Regions from separate parts of the Anser cygnoides genome. Here region 1 is linked to region 2. Evidence: chromatin contacts called from public Hi-C data. All regions are on one chromosome and are shown on one strand. Each heading gives the region's core, a stretch centred on a gene start, on an enhancer-like site or on the middle of the called end of the contact. The rest is flanking DNA. Distances are from core to core; before and after follow the strand shown.

Region 1 (3,467 bases), core at 19-2,518, 230 kb after region 2:
GGGCAAGATGAAATATGGCATGATAGATCTTGTCTTCAGGAAGATCAGACCCACCAAGTGTTTGTTGGAGGCTGGGTTGCCTCCAGGTGCTTTCAGCCTTTTTGCATGCAACTCGCCATTTCCCCCTCTTCCCTGAGAACTGTGCCGGCTGTGCAACGTGCATTTTAATGCAATAAGAGAAACTACAGATCGTCTAAGAAGGGTTTGTTCCTTTTGAGGATAGGATTAATGAGAGCGCACGCATTTTACTACTTAAATGCCTATTAATCACAGGCGATGGAGTAGTGCAAGAAGTAGCAGGCAGGACAGGCAAAATAGTTCGTTGCCACATATCAGCTCTGCTCCACTTTCCACCTACCTGCCCAAACTTGAGAGGCTCAGAAGCAGGGAGGAGTGAAACTCCACCAGAGCTAACGCCACCTGATGATTAATATTGATTCGGAACAATTCCTACATGGAGACGGATCAAAGAAAAAAGAAATACGGATTAAAAAATGCAATTTTATTTCATGTTTACCATTTCTTTGGCATCTTGGATGATTTTACACCGGAAATATTATAAATGAAAGCTGATACATGGTTTTGTTAAAATTTGGCAATAATAAAATCAGGACTGAAGGTTTCTGTTAGGTGGCAGATACTGGAAGTTTCTTGTGCTTCTCAGGCTCTTAAAACTGGTAGACACAACGAGGAACAGTTTAGAGAAAAACTTTCCTTGTAGTAATAAATGAAGCCTAGAGAATGGGCATGGATAATGAAAAATTCTTTCTTTTGGAACTTGGATTTACTTCCTAAATGGAATCCTTGTGCTTTAAGTTTCAGGTGTGCGACAGGGTAGGTTTCGATTCTGGGAGGAAGAAATGAGCAAAATATAATGAGGAAATACTGCCCTCTCCTTTGTTAAGAGCTTTTAGTTATTTAGCACTTGCATCAATAGCAGTTTTATATTCTGGTTAACTGACATTTTATAAAGAAGTTGAGAATGTTTTTCCTCTAGCTGAAGCATATGCTTTCTGCATTAACAAACATGTAATGTCACGTCCCAAGTAATTACGAATGACTAAATCCATGCAGCCTTTCAGTCTAAACGCGAGCAAAGCTATCATTTTTATGAAAGGCTTAAAGGGACAGCGTAAGAAATACGGTGCGGTTCCAGGGCTTGGATCAGTCACTGAAGAACACAGACGCTTCTCTCGCTGTTTTACACCGATTTCAGAAAATACAGCTTAGAAAATCTAAAGGCAATTCAAAGGCACTGTGGAGGTGTGAGAGAATGCGCTGGCTGGGCGAGCTGCTGCCGCAGCCTCTCCAGCCCCCTCTCATCCCAATTTGCACCGTTGCTTTGGAGGGATGCGGTGGCACAGAGTGCAAAACATGTGGCGGGGCGGTTAAATGAGACTTTAGAAAAGAAAAAAAAAAATGAAGTCAGTGGCTGAGCTTTGAAGAGGTCTGTCTAGTGCGGAGCAGTGAGCGAGTGGGGAAAAAAGGAGCAAGCGCCTCATCTAATCTTTCTCCTGGGGACCCAGGTGGACAAATTGGCAACCCTGTTCACAGCCCTCCCCCCCTTCTCCTTTGTACCGTAAGAACCGCTAATCGGATCCATGCTGCTGCAACTGTGGTTAGTTATTAACAGAATAAAAGCAGATTTCTTCAAAAGAACGGGTTGGGGAAAACGGCTATACAAAATTGCAAGGTTGTTAGAATCTTAAATGCACAGCGGTCGATTTTTTCCTATTCTGAATTATACGCTGAATACAGTCTTTCATCTGTCACTGTGCCCGTTTCTTCAGAAGGCAGCCAAACATTAAGCTTCTCAAACAAAAAAAAAAGCGTTTGAAAGAGGAAAAATATTGGGGAGGAGGAAGAATAGGAAAATGAGGAGGAGAAATCAGGTTTTGTTTTTATTAATTTGGCCTGGTGAGAGAAATACGAGCTTGCCGCTTCTATTCAGCTCCTGCGTGCCAGCCTCCGTGAGCCACCATTTCTGAATGCAGGGATTAGAGAAGATTTAACTGGTTGCTATCCTGGGCTGCGCGAGTCTGGATTGGCCTCCAGCAGAAATAGCGTGTGCTGTGAACTCTCCCGAGCTTCATGGAAATAACGCATTAAATGAGCGCGGAGTTAGGCAGAGGTGGGAGTCGAAAGAATTTGATCCCCCGAAATGAAACTTCTCATAACTGTAAAGCGAAATTACAGGGCTAGAAGGGGTGTTATTGAGGATAGGGAAGCAGTGATCCCTAGGTTTAGGCTGACTTACGCCTTCGCTTATATAAATAAATAAATGACGTGCCCTTAATTTTGAGGGGCTCTAGTGCCTTCCTGGTTTGCAGCAGGATTTCGAAATTTGCTGGAGAGGAATAATAGTTGTCAAGCAGACAGGTGCTCTCTGTGGCCTGCTGAAAATCCATTCGTATTTGGATGAGTCGCAGCCTTTCGAAATTTTCTATTGACAGCTGACTTCGGGCTTCTTGCCAAAATCTCAGGAAAAAAATAAAAAAAAATCGGTGATGCTGCTGCGGTGCTTCACTTCGGTCCAAACACCGAGGTGGCTGCTGGATGGGGTGTAGATGAAACAGGGCCTCCTGCCGCGGCTGTGCTGCTCCCTTTCCTTCCCAAGCAAAGAAAGCTTTTGCCTGCGGGGCAATATTTGCTTTCCTGCAACTTGACACTCAGCCCATTGTCAGTTTAGGTGGTACTAGCAATTATTTCACTTTATACTTCTGAGTATTTCTTAATAGTCTTCATACCTTACTCAGGGGTTATACAACCTGGGAATAAAACATGGACGGCCAATTTGGCAGATACCAGCTTCAGCCACATAATTCTCTCCCCTCCCCCCTTTTTTTTTTTAACAAGAAAATGGCCTATAATACAATGAATTATTCTGTAGCGAGGGTGACATTTGGATGGTGTTCCATAAGTAATACCTTGGGACCACACGCTGAATAATGAGGATGAAACAAGATACTGAATAGCTACCTCGTCCTGTCAGTGTCATCTTTGTTTTAGAATTGAATGTTATATCATGTCAAACAAGTAGCTCCTGGTCATGAAATAAAGATGTTTATGCTGTTGCATGTGTGTGAAGAAAAGTCAAGAGTTAAGGTTCTGTGGGACACCGTAACTCAGTGTTGCATATTTTTTAACACAGATTTTAGAGTGATTTAGCCCTTGAGTTATGGTTACCTGTATGGAACTTGATCAGAACCTAGTCCTTGATACGTTGAATATAATACAAACACGAAGAACATGTAGTGTAACCTTTAAGGATTAGCAGTCAGAATTACGTACTTTGAGAATATTTTTACCTTTTGATGATTTTAAATGTCTTGTGAGCGATACTCATGTATGTTGGTGAATCTGGTGTCTTTGGAGAATGATGCGTTTGTTTTAAGAGGCGATATGGAAAATCGGGGCCAGGCCCAACAATATTTTCGATAACTTTGCAATGTGGAACATCCCTAAAT
Region 2 (3,166 bases), core at 457-2,956:
CTGATTCCCCCCACTAGACTTACTCACCATTTTTTTCCCCCACTCTGTGTTTTTCCAGTAGCCAGATAACATTTCTGCACTCGCAAAGAGCACCAAAAGAAGACAAATACAACTGTAACAGAAGTGTTATCAAGGTGGACTTGATGAACGCTGAGACTTTCCAAAACTGGCTCCATAATTGAAGTCCGAATATTTCCGACTTTTCAGACAGAAATAAAATTAATAGGCGTTGGAATCACACTGTTCATACATTTATCAGTGATCTTTGTGGGTAATTCAGCATTAGAGCATGAAGCTTCTGCTCTTTAATGTTTCCACAGTGGGCACAATGAAGCCTACCAGCTCATGACGGCGTCGCTCTCGAGATACCGCATTTTGCTCAACCGTTATTATCGAGTCTCCTATTTAGCCATTTTGAAATTTGAAAGCGTGGTTACCTTTGGCAGAGTGCACAGAAATATTCATCTAAAGCAGCGCATCTTAGCCCCTTGCTATATTGAAAATGTTTGCTAATATCCCGGTTTGCTATCCACGCTCATAGCAGGGTATTTGATCACCCCGATGCTTTCATTAGTTTAACGTAGTGTGTGACTATTACTTTTTGGTATACCGGGGTATCATTTGTAGTAAGATAGCTATAAAAAAAAAACCCTCCAAGCCGTCCTGAACGATGGCTCAAAAATGTAGGTCATCAGCAACAGCTTTCCATTTGGAGCGAAAGTTATTTGGATGACGTGTTTTGATTTTTGTGTGTGTGTGTGTGTGTATTGCTGCTCTTTCATGAATGTCCTGCGCACGCTGGAAATCACATTGTTTCGGGAAACAATTACGGGACTGCGGACGCCTCTCTCTCCCGCTGATCTGCGGGGAACATCTTGGGGACGGCCCCGCGTGCGGAGGCGTAATTAGCGCGGATGACCATTAGGCTGGGGGGACAGCTGGACCATGTGGACACAACCGCGAGGATGCGGAATTTGGGTTAAATTTTAGAAACGTCTGCGCACAAAATGGGAAAAAAAAAATAAAAAAAAAATAGGGGTTAAAAAAAAAAAAGGAGGAAAGTGCGTTTTTCGGTGAAATAAGGAGCGTTTCCCTGCCGGGGGAAAAGCGACACGCTGGCTGGGGGCTGCAGACCGGAGCCTCCCCAGGTTTGCCCCTCGGGGCCGCCCGCTCCCGGTGCCCCCCCCCCCCGGTGTCCCCGGGGGCGGCGGCGGCGGGGCGCGGATCCGCGCGCCGCGGGATCCAGTCCGCGTTTTGCGGGTGCGCGGGGCGCGGAGGGGGCGATGGCTGCCGGGGCTCGCCCGCCCGTGCCATGCTGGGCCGGCGCGGCGCGGCCGGGCGTGCGCCTACCCATATCCGGGCTGGGGAGGAAAGGAGGGAAAAAAAAAAAAAAAAAAAGAGAGAGAGAGAGAGAGAAAAAAAAGTTTCGTTTAAACCCGAACTCGCGCACACACACACGCACAAAAAAAAAAAAAACTTTCAGCGTGAAATCGCGGAGCGGGAACGGGCGCGGGGCGCTGTGAGCGGAGCCACGCGTGGCGCTGCCAGGTCCCGCTCCGACCCCGTCTTTCTGAGGGCGGCGGCCCAGTTTTTGTTATTTTTATTATTATTTTCCATTTTTTAATTTTTTTAAAAAACTTTTTATTCTACCCCCCCCCCCCCCCCCCCCCCAACCCCCGCCGGCGTGCCGGGCCCCCCAGCCCCGCGATGCCGCGCTGATCATGGCCGCGCAAGTGGCAGCGGCCCCGGCGGGCGCCGCCAAGGGCACGGCGCCGAGCCTGCCCGCCGAGCGCGGGCCGGGGGGCGCCGGCAGCAGCCCCGCGGGGGCTCCCGGGGCTCCCGGCGGCGTGAATAATGTAGAGCAGCGCGTCCCGCACCGCCGGCAGCGGCACGGCGAGCCGCCGGACATGGCCAATAACGCCGCTCCCGCCGCCGGGAACGGGAACGGCTCCGCCACCGCCGCCTCCGCCTCGGAGCCGGCTGCGAAGGAAGGTGGAAGCTCCTCGGCGCTGCCTCCGCGCTCCTCGCCGCCTTCCTCCTCCTCCTCCTCCTCCTCCAACCCGGGCCCGGCCATGGAGACGGGGCTGCTCCCCAACCACAAGCTGAAGAGCGTCGGAGGCGATCACCCCGCCGCGCCGCCCCAGCACCACCACCACCACCACCACCGTGCCCAGCACCCGCAGCACCATGCCCACCACCACCACCGTGCCCACCACCCGCACCACCACCACCACCAGCACCACCACCACCACCGCCCCCGCCGCAGCAGCAGCAGCAGCAGCAGCAGCTAAATCAATTCCCGCCGCCGCCGCCGCCGCAGCAGCCGCCGCCTCAGCACCATCCCGTGCAGAATAACAACAGCAGCCTCGGCGGCGGCGGCGGCGGCGGCAGCAACAACAACGGCGGTGGCGGTGGCGGCGCTGCTCAGCCCAGTGCAGACATGGAGCAGCAGCAACATGGAGGAAAAGACAGTGTTTTGGGCGCTCAGGCCGAGCCCCCGCAGCAGCCGCAGCAACTGCTGAATAAAGGCGCCGACGAGGAGGAGATGCCCGGCAAAATGGGCGAGCCCATCGGCGGCCGCTACGACCACCCCGGCTTGGGACCCCTGGGCGGACAGCAGCAGCCCCAGCAGCCGCCCCCGAGCGCTGGGAGCGGCGGCGGCGGCGGCCTCGGCGGCGGCGGCGGCGGCGGTGGGAGCGGGGGAGGCGGCGGCGGCCCCTCCGCGGCGGGTGTCTCGGAGTTCAATAGCTATTATGGCAACGCTGCCCCTGCCCCTGCCAGCAGCGCTACGGCGAGCCGCGCCGGGCCTTGCTTTGATCAACATGGCGGACAACAAAGCCCCGGGATGGGGATAATGCACCCCGCGGCGGCCCCCAACAGCATGGACCCCCTGCAGAACTCGCACGAAGGGTACCCCAACAGCCAGTACAACCACTACCCGGCCTACGCCCGCGGCCCCGGCGGCCCCGGCGGCGGCGGCGGCGCGGGCGGCGGCGGCGCGGGAGCCGTGGCGGCGGCGGCAGCGGCGGCGGCCGCCGGGGCAGGCGGCGGAGGAGGCGGCGGCGGAGGAGGCGGCGGCGGAGGCTACGGGGGCTCGGCGGCCGGCTACGGGGTGCTGAGCTCCCCGCGGCAGCCGGGCGGCGGCATGATGATGGGCCCCGGCGGC

The links. Hi-C and Micro-C count contacts between places; a contact is called where the count stands out from the background.
Region 1: a contact with region 2 is called in a Hi-C map of liver, with 9 times the contacts expected there. The contact joins the enhancer-like site here to the promoter of ARID1B in region 2. A contact is called at or near these places in 2 of 7 Hi-C or Micro-C datasets (both in liver).

What each region holds. Positions count from the first base shown.
Region 1 is chr3:56,635,098-56,638,564 of Taihu_goose_T2T_genome, forward strand. All of the region lies in intron 7 of ARID1B (AT-rich interaction domain 1B), which reads left to right. Among named protein-coding and RNA genes, the nearest start is that of TMEM242, 170 kb to the right of the region's middle. Within about 2 kb of position 1,269, at least 2 of the 3 cell types and tissues checked have open chromatin away from gene starts, as enhancers often do. A contact at or near this core is called in liver, where this site is marked.
Region 2 is chr3:56,399,873-56,403,038 of Taihu_goose_T2T_genome, forward strand. ARID1B (AT-rich interaction domain 1B) reads left to right here and starts at 1,707. Exons shown (of 22, transcript XM_066994218.1): 1 at 1,707-2,259; 2 at 2,262-3,166. The coding sequence starts at 1,722.